2 separate regions of the Sus scrofa genome follow, and region 1 is linked to region 2. Evidence: chromatin contacts called from public HiChIP or PLAC-seq data. All regions are on one chromosome and are shown on one strand. The core of a region is the stretch at or near the end of the contact, and the rest is flanking DNA. Distances in the headings are between cores, read along the strand shown. Region 1 overlaps ABHD17A (protein ABHD17A). Region 2 overlaps MKNK2 (MAP kinase-interacting serine/threonine-protein kinase 2).

Region 1 (6,114 bases), core at 1,954-4,453, 150 kb after region 2:
CTGCCCTGGGGAGACGGGGCATGGTTGCTGTAGTGATGCACCAGGCAGTCCCTGTGGCAGGCCTTGAGAGCAGGGTCTCCTGGCACCGCCCTGACACTGGGGACCCATGCTGGTGGGTTTGTGCAGGTATGTGTCCACGCTCAGCTGCCTCAGCCTGTCCCCACTGTCTGGGAGTCGATGGAAGAATCTTTTTTTATTTTTAGGGCTGCACCCGCAGCATATGGAGGTTCCCAGGCTAGGGGTTGATTAGAGCTGTAGCTGCTGGCCTATGCTACAGCCACAGCAATGCCAGATCTGAGCCGCATCTGCGACTTACACCACAGCCCATGGCAACGCTGGATCCTTAACCCGCTGAGTGAAATCAGGGATTGAACCTGCATCCTCTTGGATGCTAGTCACATTTGTTTCTGCTGAGCCATGACGGGAATGCCGGATGGCAGAATCTTACCTCTTGGTAGGTGAGGGTTCTGAGCTCTGTCATCTGTCAGCATTGACCTCCGGAGACTTGGTCTCTCATCCCCAACAGCCAGAGTCAGCAGGAGGATAGGAGACTTGGGTCCAAGAAGTGACCTGGGGCTGGGAAGGTCTGGAAAGAAGAGCCATGCCATCCGGCAGCTGTTGAGTTTATCCAGGGGGAGAGAGCCAGGTGGCAGCTGGGGGTCCCTGCCTGGAGCTGACTGATAGGACTGCACTGGTGCCCAGCACAGTGGTGGTCATTGCAAACCTGGAAGCAGGCCGGGGAAGAGTGGCCAGGGTGGTGGGCACAAGGCCAGGTGGCATCTGCAAGGCCTGGTAGTGGAAACAGTGAAGATGGCCCCCGAGTACCCAGGTGGGTTGCCCAGGTGAGACGCAGACCTTCCCTGGCCGCTGGGAAGAGGGGATGCCCTTTGAGGTCAGGGCTGTGGGTGTGTGAAAGGTAGGCCAGGGAGGACCCTTGCGCTGGGAGGGTAGTGAGGGGGGGTCTTTGTGTCAGGAAAGGGCACATGGGAGTCGTAGGGCTGGATCAGCTGTACCAGGGGAGGGAAGGTCTGGATATGGGAGTCGTGCCTATAACCTGGCCACTCTGTAGGGAAGGTGCCCAGAGAAGGAGGTGGTGGCCACCCACTGTTCCCTCGGGAGCAGCTCTTCCTGTCCTTCAGTGTTGTACTGAGCACCTGAGGGGCTGCAAACTGGCTGAGACATCAGAGGACATGATTGCCTCTATTTCCCAGGGCCAGGGATGGGTGAGGGTGCGGGTGCTGGGAGGAAGATGTGCCCCCTTCCAGGGCCACCAGGAGGGACTGGCCAATTCCGCACAGCAGGAACAGGAAGGGCCCAAGCAGGTCCTGCATGTGGCCCTGGCCAAGTGTGTGTAGGGGTGGGGGGTGGCCAGGAGGAGCAGGCGAGGCCCTAGGGACCGCTCCCAGGAACTACAGTGCAGTGCACCTCAATGCCTCTCAACTCTCCTCACAGGGGCACTGGCCAGGTGTGACCTGTGGCAACTGAGGGTACAGCCAGGCGGCCTGGGGTGGTGATCGGCCAGCTTCCCTCACTCCTGTCCGGGTTCTGCCTTCCAAATGAGCGGACTGCCTCGGTGTTGGGGGCAGGGGAGGGTCCCTGGGCCTGACCCTATTGCCTGGAGCCTGCGTGGAGAATGGGCGGGCAGTGGGAGGGGTGTGTGCCTGTGGCATCACAGCTGATCCAGACCCCACCGCTGCCAGGTACGGCATCAGCCCGGACAGCATCGTCCTGTACGGGCAGAGCATCGGCACTGTGCCCACTGTGGACCTGGCCTCGCGCTACGAGTGCGCCGCGGTGGTGCTGCACTCCCCGCTCACCTCGGGCATGCGCGTCGCCTTCCCTGACACCAAGAAGACCTACTGCTTTGACGCGTTCCCCAAGTGAGCGCGGGGCGGGATCTGAGGGCGGGGGGCGGAGCTCAGGGGTGGGGCCTCGGCGGGGGTGGGGCGCGGAGGCCTAACGTGCCCCGCCCCGCAGCATCGAGAAGGTGTCCAAAATCACGTCGCCGGTGCTCATCATCCACGGCACGGAGGACGAGGTGATCGACTTCTCGCATGGGCTGGCGCTCTACGAGCGCTGCCCCAAGGCCGTGGAGCCCCTATGGGTAGAGGGCGCTGGGCACAACGACATCGAGCTCTACAGCCAGTACCTGGAGCGCCTACGCCGCTTCATCTCCCAGGAGCTGCCCAGCCAGCGCACCTAGCCTAACGGACCTCAGCGATAAGGCGGCGCCCGGACCTCGCCCCGGCGCTGGGGGCTGCATGTGAATCCCCGGGCTCCCCAAGCACTGCCCTCCAGGCAGCCGGTAGGCAGGCGTTGGGACCTGCCCCTCATCCAGGGGCGTGGACAATGTACAGGCAACGGAGCTACGCTCTCCTTTCCTTTTGGAAGCAAAACGAAGGAAAAACGTGAAAACAAATTAAAGATTAAAAATTTTAAAGTTCCTTTCCCTTTCTTGACTTTAGTGTGCTTTTCCTGGGGCTCCGCAAGCTCTGGACTTTGTCCACAACCCCCCAGGAAAGTTCAGCACAATTGCAGGTATCGGGTTACTCTCCCTACAGAAGAGGGTTGGGGTTCGGGTCCTAGAGTGAGCCAGGGGAGGGTGGTGGCTCCCTGTTTCCAAGACAGTACTGGGTGTGGAAGTGGCCGCGGCGGATCTGGACCAGGACTTCTCTGGGGTCCCAGAGAGGCAGGCACCTTTCTGTACACAGACTGTGCTTGTGATTTCCGCCCCACCTGTCCTCAGACCCCTGCATAGAGAGGGGTCCCAGAGAGTCTTTAGCAAACCCAGGCTTTTGGACCCAGTGGAAGACAGCAGCAAGCCTGAGGCCTCGTGGGGTCTCCCCAGAAATGAGGTCACGCGGAGCTCTTCCACAACACGCCTTGGGGCCTTGGTCCGAGCTGTATCCTCCGCCCGGGATGCCCTTGAAGACCGGGATGGCCCAGGGTCTCCCTGGACCCTGACCGGACGCCGGGCTCACCCGGATCCTGCGGAGTGCCCCCTGAGACTTCTGACGGGGGCGTTCTAGAGTGAGGACGGCCTCAGAGATCGGGAGGCGACTGGGCATGTGTTTGGGCACTGGGCAGTGGCGAGGCCAGGACCTGGAGGTGCTTCCTCCTTGGCCTCTAGAGCTCCGCGGCCCCTTTAAGAGAGGGCGGTGTTTCGGCCAGTTGGGGGGCGGGACAGCGCTGAGGGGTCACAGCGGGGGCGGAAGCGGAAGTGGGGTGGCGCGCGCAGACGCAGCGGCAGGCGGCGGAACTGGAGGAAGCCGTGGCCTCGGCGGTAAGTGGCGGCGGCTCGGACCCCGGCCAGCCGTCCCTGCCCTTGCCGCCGTTCCGCCCGTGAGGGCTCATCCAGTGGGCTGACAGACGCCGGCGTGGCTGTGTGTCAGCGTTGACGCCGAGCGGGGCGAGGCCTCGCAGCGCTTTCTGTGCTTCGCAACTGGGAATTGTTCCTGGGGCGCTCGAAGAGCCGGGAGTGCCCCCGGTCCCGATTTCGGTCCCGCCGTCTCTAACCCAGGATGGTGCCCGGCCCTGGTGGTGGGCGGGAAGGTTCTGTGCCTTCGTCCCTCCCGAGCCCCACGGACCCTCTTGCTGCGAGTCTAGGGTCGTGTTTGATAATCCAGGACGTCTAGGAGCAAATCTGAACATGGGATGTGCACTCAGGAAAGCCGCGAACTGCGGGTCCTCTCGCTCATTCGTCCTTTCCGCCGCGGGGTCCTTGCACAGGGTGATCTCTGTGCCCATACGTCTCAGCAAGGCTAACGTTTCTCTACACGTCTGACCCCTCTCAGCCTCTTGCTGCAGCATTTCTTCCCCAAAGCCCCCGACCCTGACCCTCTGCCCAGTGCTCCCACTGACTGACTCCTGGTGCTGCCCTTGTCGCAGAGACCATTGTCTTTTCATCTCATCAGATGCAAATTCCTTAAGTCCAAAGCGATGGCTTACAAGTGAAGAAAAATGTTTTGGGACACACAGTAAAAAAAAGTTGAGTGTAAAAGAGCTTTGGGTGAAAACTCTGTGTTCTTCCCACTCCGGACGTCCAGGCCTAGTTCCCTTCCTCTGGGGCAGAGATAAAAAGAATTTCTTATGTTTCAGCAAAGAAAGTATACTTGTGTATCTAATAAGTTTATGTGAAAGTGTGCGCTAACTCACGGTGGCTTGGAGAGTGTTTATGTTCCAACATATAGACTGGATTCAGTCCTAGTGGCTGCAGCATATTTTATTAGCACTGTAATTTATCCTGTTTCTTTGTTGAAATTTAGTTTTTTTTTTTCCAGTTTTCTGTAACAGACAGTGCTACGTCAAGTATCCTTGTCCAAATGTCTTCCTACCCAAGTAGTAGTTTTTCTGTAGGCTGAATTCCTTACTGCTAGGAAGGAAGGGCTAGGTGGAAGGACTTTCTCTCCATCAATCTCTAAATGGGTATGTGACTTTTTAAAATTTATTTGTTGGCTGTGCTTGCAGCATGGGAAAGTTCCTGACCGAGGATCCAGCCTATGCCACAGCAGTGACCATGGCCACATCAGTGACCACACCAGATCCTTAACCCACTAAGCCACCAGGGGACTCCTATGAGCTCTTTAAATAGTATTTCAGGAGTTCCTGTGGTGGCTCAATGAAAACAAATCTGACTAGCATCCATGAGGGTGCAGGTTCGATCCCTGGCCTTGCTCAGTGGGTTAAGGATTTGGCGTTGCTGTGAGCTGTGGTGTAAGTTGCAGACTCAGCTTGGATTTGGCGTAGGCTGGCAGCTACATCTCCAATTCTACCCCTAGCCTGGGAACCTCCATATGACATGGGTGTGGCCCTAAAATACAAGGAAAATAGCATTTCATTGCAACTTTGTCTGTATTTCCCAGAAGTATAATCAAACAGCTCATTGCTTCTGTTAGATTTATTTTTATGCTGATCATTTCTACCATTAATATAGAAAGTGGCAAAGTCTAGTGAATTCCCTGGAGATCTGGTGGTTGAGGATCTGGCATTGTCACTGCTGTGGTTAGGGTCACTGCAGTAGTGTGGTTTGGATCCCTGGCCTGAGAACTTCTGCATGCTGCAGGTGTGGCAAGAAAAAAAAGGGGGGGGGAAGAAAAAGAAACCGAAAAACCAAAAAAAAAAAAAAGTGAAAAAAATCTGTATGTATTACATACATGTATTTATTTTATTTGCTTTATTATGGCTGCAGCTATGGCATATGCAGCATATGGCTAAGGATCCAAACCACAGTACACTGCAGCCATAGCAACACTGGATCCAAGCCACATCTGTGACCTACACCACAGCTCCTGGAAATGTCAGATACTTAACTTGCTGAGCAGGGCTAGGGATTGAACCTGCATCTTCATGGATACCAGTCAAGTTTGTTACCACTGAACCAAAATGGTAACTCCAACATATTTGGAATATTTGTATTTGTCCATTTTTCTATTCAGTTCTTGATGTTGTTTTCTAGGAGCACTTTTATACGTATCAAGGAAATTAAGGTATTCCCGTCATGGCTCAGTGGTTAACGAACCCGACTAGCATCCATGAGGATGTGGGTTCGATCCCTGGTCTCGGTCAGTGTGTCAAGGATCCAACGTTGCCTTGAGCTGTGGTGTAGGTCACAGATGCGGCTCGGATCCCGCGTTGCTGTGGCTGTGGTGTAGGCTGGCAGCTATAGCTCCGGTTGGACCCCTAGCCTGAGAACCTCCATATGCTGCAGGTGTGGCCCTATAGAGACAAAAAACAAACAAAAAAAGAAAATTAGCCCATTGTCTTTTTTTTTAAGTATTTTGGGAGTTCCCATTGTGACACAGCAGAAACAAATCTGACTAGTATCCATGAGGACCCAGGTTGGATCCCTGGCCTTGCTCAGTGGGTTAAGGAACCAGTGTTGCCGTGAGCTGTGGTGTAGGTCGCAGATGCAGCTTGGACCTGGTGTTGCTGTGGCTGTGGCTTTGGCCAGCAGCTGCAACTTTGAATTGACCCCTAGCCTAGGAACCTCCTTATGCTGCGGGTGCAGCCCTAAAAAGACAAAAAAAAAAAAAAAAAAAAAAAAGAAAAGAAAAAGGTAACAATAACAAAAACAAAAAAGTATTTTGGAGTTCCCTGGTGGCTCAGCAGGTTAAG
Region 2 (6,190 bases), core at 1,515-4,014:
GCAGTGGAGGTGATCCCTCTGTGTTCTGCTCTGTGGCTTGGCCCCAGGCTCCATCCTGAGCCACATCCACAAGCGGCGGCACTTCAATGAGCTGGAAGCCAGTGTGGTGGTGCAGGATGTGGCCAGCGCCCTGGACTTTCTACACAACAAAGGTGAGCGGCCTGCCCCAGGGGTCCCTGAGTGTCCAGCCTTGCTCCCAGTCCACCTGTGCAGGACTCCTGGAAGGCATGCCCACTTGCCCCTGACATTCCCTCGTGGTTCCTGGTTCTCCTTGCAGGGATCGCCCACAGGGATCTAAAGCCGGAAAACATCCTCTGTGAGCACCCCAACCAGGTGAGTGGCGCCTGGGGGTGGGGATGGCTTTCCTTTCCCCAGAGGGTGGGGCCGCTACCCACACTGCCCCGTGCCACCCTTCCCAGGTCTCCCCTGTGAAGATCTGCGACTTTGACCTGGGCAGTGGCATCAAACTCAACGGGGACTGCTCCCCCATTTCCACCCCGGAGCTGCTCACACCGGTAAGGGCCTGCGGAGTCAGGGTGCTCCGAGTGGGGCTGGGAGGAGTAGGTGTTGACAGGGGCCAAACGACTGAAATGGCCCCAGATCTAGTCCCAGGCTGTGATTGCGTAACCTGAAGGTGTGGAGCCTGTTTGGCTGCTTGGGCCTTGGAGCTGGGCTTCCGCTTAGCAACAGCGGCTGATTGGCCCAGGGGGTGCGGCTGGGCGGGGCCGCGGTCAGGCTCTTTGGGGCTGGGCGGGCTGCCATCACCTGTTGATTGGGCGGGGGCAGAGGGTTGGGGCGGGGCTGACCCAGCAGCAGCCTCTAATTGGCCGGTAGGCGGGCCCCCTCGGCAGCCTCTGATTGGTCTGGCGGGGCTGTCTGGCTGCGGTCTCAGGGAAGTCCCAGTTGTGGACGCTGCTTCCCGCCGCTTCCCACCCCCGCCGGGCCCTAATGCCCCACCCTGCCCCCCGCCCGCAGTGCGGTTCCGCTGAGTACATGGCCCCGGAGGTGGTGGAGGCCTTCAGCGAGGAAGCCAGCATCTACGACAAGCGCTGCGACCTCTGGAGCCTGGGCGTCATCCTCTACATACTGCTTAGCGGCTACCCGCCCTTCGTGGGCCACTGCGGCAGCGACTGCGGCTGGGACCGCGGAGAGGCCTGCCCTGCCTGCCAGGTGCGAGTAGGGGCCTCCCGTGCACCCCTCACCCGAGCACCCCACCAGGCCTGCCAAGGCAGGCACACGCGTGCACTCGCGCTCACACACTCTGGGACCTGGACTGTAAACTCCCACCTCTGCCTGCCCAGTGCACCCCAAAGGCCTCGTCCATGCAGAGAGCTACCCCTCACCTTGGTGGACCTAGACCGAGCATCCCCCAGGACTGTCCAGTGCACCCCAAGGCCGGCCTGTGGACGTCCACACTTACACCCACCCAAGGCCCTGCTGGGTGTACCCCTTGAGAGTCCTTTAGGGCTTGGCCTCTAACCACTGATGACATCCATAGGGCAGTGCCTGCCTGGCCTTCCTGGGTTCCCAGAGACTCTTTGGGTTCCCCACCCCCCTGGAGAAAGCAGTTGGGTCAGGGAGTTGAAGTAGGAGTGAGGCCTATGATTTGGGGTGATCAGGTTCTAGCCTCTATGCACTGTAGGCGGCTCAGGGTTCACGGCCCAGTGACCCCAAAATCTGGCTTGTAAATTGGTCTCCATTTGGGCAGAACCTACCGAGTTCCTCCCTGAAGCCACTCTGGTCCAGCCTACCAGCCATTTCCAGACCACTGGGTCCTTGCCTTCCTTGGCCCCCCAGAACTACTGGTCTTGCTGGCTGATCTCAGGGCACTTTTCAGCCCTCTGTCCATCCTGCTGTATTGGGGGGTTGCAGCCAGGGCCCTTTTCCCTGGGCCCAGGTCATACTCAATGTGGTGGATTGTGGGGGCCCTGATGGAAGTGTCACTCACTTCCTGTGTTCCCGTGCAGTGCTCCTCCGGGTCCAGGCTTGCCCATTAAGCAGTTCTGGCCTCCACCCTTGCTGGCTGAAATGACCCCTCTCTCCTGTGTCCTCTCCAGAACATGCTGTTTGAGAGCATTCAGGAGGGTAAGTACGAGTTTCCTGAGAAGGACTGGGCCCACATCTCCTTCGCTGCCAAAGACCTCATCTCGAAGCTCCTCGTCCGTGATGCCAAGCGGAGGCTGAGCGCTGCCCAAGTCCTGCAGCATCCCTGGGTGCAGGGGGTGAGTCTCCAGCTGCATCCCCTGGGAGGCGTGGGAGGCCACTCACCTCCATCCAGCCTCTGTGGATGGGCAAGGGTACTAGAACCTTCAGCAGCCCAGCATCAAGACCCCTGCCCTGACTGGGCCAGGGGACTGCAGGAGTTACTTCTTAGCTATTTGCCAGGCCCTGTGTCCTGGAGGCACTGGGGCCTCTTCAGGCCTCAAACAGCATGAAGCTGAGGTCAGCCAGGTAGCAGGGTGGGCAGCAAGCCAGGGTAGATCCATGCCCTGCTAACCCTGTCCAGAGATTTGTCCCCACCAATCCAAGAAAAGATGTTTCTTCTGCCCAGTGGGTGCCTCCCAGATGGGCTGCCATCCCAGGCAGGGAGGCCAGCAGGGCAGGGGCCTTACCCAAAAGTACAAGCTGGCACTAGGGCCCCACTGTCAAGGCGGATGGGCTGGTGGAAGGGGTTCCCAACCCCTTTCCGCAGCTGGGAACCATCTGGAGGGAGTGGCTTTGGTGAGACTCAGGCCCCGCCCACTAGGGCGGGGCTCCTGCTGCGCCTCCCTTCCCCCCAGCCTGGCTCAGTTCCGGGGCAGGTGCAGGGCTTTAACTCTTGCCCCTCTCACAGACCGCTGGGCGCCCCAGAGGGCGGGCCAGGCTCTGCTATTCAGACTGCCCTTTCTTTTCTCCTTGCAGTGCGCCCCAGAGAACACGCTGCCCACGCCCATGGTCCTGCAGAGGTAAGGCCCGTGTGGGAAACCCCGGGTCCAGGAGGGGGCGCCACATGTGAAGATGTTTAAAGAAGACAGAAAAAAAAAACTTAAGTCGTGTGGCGAGAAGCTCTTCAAGTGCTTGGGTGTCCTTGTACTGGGTGACGGATTTGGGACCTTAGCAGAGGTTCTAGACCCCTTCCCCCAGCGGCCAGGGTCTCTTGGGGCCCCGCTCCCAAGGAACTGCACAGACCCCAGGGCTCCCGAGGGAAGCAGGGGGACGGTGGCTACCTCCCTCTATTTGGTGACCCATCCCCACGCCCGCCCCCGCTGTCCCCAGGAACAGCTGTGCCAAAGACCTTACCTCGTTCGCAGCCGAGGCCATTGCCATGAACCGGCAGCTGGCCCAGCGAGAAGAGGACGCGGCCGAGGAGGCGGGGCAGGACCAGCCCGTGGTCATCCGAGCTACCTCACGCTGCCTGCAGCTCTCCCCGCCCTCCCAGTCCAAGTTGGCCCAGCGGCGGCAGCGTGCCAGCCTGTCCGCCGCTCCCGTGGTCCTGGTGGGAGAGCACGCGTGACCCCCTCCTTCCCTCTGTACATAGGCCGCCCCACCCCCTTCAGATCTAAAGATTTTTTTAAGCTATTGCCTGCGGGTGACCAGCGGGCTGCCCGCCCCCCAGCTGGCTTCCTAGGCGCTAAGCTCAGCTCCGGGGGGTCTTTTTATATAAGGTTTCTGCTGTTGGGTTTTTTTTCTTTTTTTCTGTTCCCTTTCTTTAAAAAAAGATTTTTCCCCCCTCTTAACGGTGTTAAAAGCAAAGCGGGCGCCGGGGAGGAGAACGGAGGGCGTGCGGCTGGGTGGGCCCCCTCCCGCCGCCCCGGCCCCAGATGCGCCCGGTACTGTGAAGGCCCCTCCCCGCCGCCCGCGTGACTCAGGAGAGGAGGGCGCGGCGTCTTCCCGGGCGGGCGAGCGGGAGCCGGACCGCGCGTCCCCCTCCCCACGCTCACAGTATTTTCAGGGACGGGTCGCCCCCCACCTCCCTTGACGAGACGGTAGCTTCTTCCCTCCCCACAGACACCCTGGGAGCGGGGCGGGGGCAGGGGCTTCTCAGGTCTCTGTCGTAAAAGGGGGACCTGGGGGCGGGCGGGGTGGCTCCGCCCACTGGACCCCCTGCTAACTGACAATCCGGGCTCCCTCGGATCCTGACCTTAAGCTGCAAATGACCGGGGCCCTTAGCCCCCCCGGGGACAGTCCACCCGGGAGAGTGGCGCTAGAGGAGGTGGGGGGGCCAGACAGGCGGCCGTCAGCCAACGGGGGGGTCCCGCGGACCCCCTCCACCCGGGCACCCGAGTGCCTTTTCTCAGGGCTCAGTCTGATCATGGCCACGTCACGCCCGGTCGCTCCCCGGCTCTGGCGTGGAAGCTCTGTCGGCCCCCTACTCCGGGCGTCTCAGAATCCCCCGACCCCCAAGGGCGGTGTCTCTGCCCCGCCCGCCTTCAGGAAAGGCCGCGGCCGCCACGCCCCCTCCGCCCGCGCCAGAGTCAGAAGTCGCGTGACCCGCGGGGCCGGGGAGACTCTGACGCCCTGCGCCCTCGGGTGGGACACTATGCAATCCAGGCTTTCTTTTTTACCGCACACGTGCTTCTGCCAGCGGGGCGCCCCGCGGCCGTCTGGCTTCTAGCTGTTCGCCCATTTCCTTAGTTTCTTAAGACAGCGGTTCGCTTCCCTTCCCTGTTGAAAAATACTTGAATGTGGGGGGGGAGGGGTGGCTCGGGTGCGGTCTCTGCGGCCCTCTCAGCCTCGTAGATTGTCGCAGTCCGTGGTGGCTGGTGGGGGGCCGCCGCCCCCGCCCGCCCGGATCTGTGGACTGGCCTTTCCAAAGACTGGGGGTGGGGAGGCCACCCCCCATCATTTCTCGCCCATCAGTGATTCCACGTTTTGCAATTTTGGGGATTCTGCCTTTTTGTAAAAAAAAAAACAAATGGATTCTCCCGCAGCCGGCGCCATGGCCATTTTACTAGGGAAAGCTGAGCTGTGAGCAGCTTTTTTTTTTTTTTTTTCCTTCAAAGGTGGGACAGCCACTTCCTCCCCCCTGTCATCGACAGCGCGGCCCGGAGGACTGGTCAGAACCGTTACTGTGAATGAGCAACCTGGTCCCAGGCTGCTCTGGCGCTGGGGGAAGGGGGAATAGCAGTGTTTCAATGTTAAGATGTGTAAAAAAGACAAAAAAAAACCAACTTTTTTTTAAAGTGGGGGAAAAAACATCCAAGCACTTTAACTCCACTGTACCAGGTGAACTGATACAGCTCAGAAGTTTTCCTTGACACCAACTGTCAATGCCGGAATTTTATATTCTGTTTTGTAAGGATTTAATAAAAGTCATAAAAACTAGTTTGCGCGCGCACCCCCTGGTTTTCTGTTGCCCTGTAACTGCTCGGCTCTGCTCCGGGACACCTGGGTCGGTCATCCACAGGTGGGGGCTGGTCCGAGGGCAAGGCTGGCACATGGTCCCCCGTGCGGTTTGGGCTTCCTCACAACAGAGGGTAGATCGAGAGGCCTGGCTGTGGGAGCTCTCCTGTGTCACCCCACAACCAAGGTTAGGTGGGGTAAAGCATGCTGTTGTTGCAGATCCAAGGGGAAGCAGGAAACCAGCTTTTGGTGGGGGAGGGGCACCCCTAGACAATGCAACTTAATTCAGTAAACCCCAGTAATTCAAACCTCCCCCTCCTGGCTGGCTCTCCTCCCTCTGTAGACTTAATCCCCTCAGCCATGATTACATTCTTACTGTATGCAGGTCTCTGCTGGGCAGCCCAGGGCCAACTTCTGATCCTGGGAGGTTGGGGGAAGGGAGAGGAAGTGGAACAGGGAAGACTTCCTGGAGGCAGGAGACAAAAGGGGGCAGTGAAGTTCAGTTGTTAAGGGCAGCAGCAGGGTCTGGAATCCCAGCCCCTTTCCAGACTGCCATGCTTGTCAGTTTCGTCTTCTGACAAGCAGGGATCTGAGAGAAACCAGGTGAGGCAAGAAAGTTGCATGGTGAGAAGATCAAGAGACAAATGATGTCACCCCTACAGGGCCTGGGGTGGGGAGCAGGCTGGTCAGGGGTGGGCCGGTCAAGGCTTGGTCCCTGGAATCTCTGTGTCTGTTTCTCTCAGTGAACATCAGGTCCTCAAGGCCCATCCACATTGCAGTGAACGTGGTGTCTCTCTCTTTTTCCTGACCGAGTGATGCTCCATTGTACGGACCACATTGTATTTATCCATCATCCACAGAGGGAGGC

What was found. HiChIP or PLAC-seq counts read pairs in DNA pulled down with a chosen protein or histone mark.
Region 1: an H3K27ac HiChIP or PLAC-seq map of alveolar macrophages shows a contact between it and region 2. The contact joins two enhancer-like sites. A contact is called at or near these places in 2 of 5 promoter capture datasets (fetal liver and fetal skeletal muscle) and 1 of 2 datasets of contacts at active chromatin or transcription factors (alveolar macrophages).

Annotation. Positions count from the first base shown.
Region 1 is chr2:76,664,113-76,670,226 of Sscrofa11.1, forward strand. It overlaps ABHD17A (protein ABHD17A), which reads left to right. Exons shown (of 5, transcript XM_003122999.6): 4 at 1,701-1,880; 5 at 1,978-2,449. The coding sequence ends at 2,203. Among named protein-coding and RNA genes, the nearest start is that of ABHD17A, 9.1 kb to the left of the region's middle. Within about 2 kb of position 3,204, at least 75 of the 83 cell types and tissues checked have an H3K27ac peak or open chromatin away from gene starts, as enhancers often do. A contact at or near this core is called in alveolar macrophages, fetal liver and fetal skeletal muscle, where this site is marked.
Region 2 is chr2:76,517,582-76,523,771 of Sscrofa11.1, forward strand. It overlaps MKNK2 (MAP kinase-interacting serine/threonine-protein kinase 2), which reads left to right. Exons shown (of 15, transcript XM_021084205.1): 9 at 48-152; 10 at 278-333; 11 at 420-515; 12 at 976-1,170; 13 at 2,058-2,222; 14 at 2,902-2,945; 15 at 3,291-5,304. The coding sequence ends at 3,843. Among named protein-coding and RNA genes, the nearest start is that of MKNK2, 10 kb to the left of the region's middle. Within about 2 kb of position 2,765, at least 48 of the 83 cell types and tissues checked have an H3K27ac peak or open chromatin away from gene starts, as enhancers often do. A contact at or near this core is called in alveolar macrophages, fetal liver and fetal skeletal muscle, where this site is marked.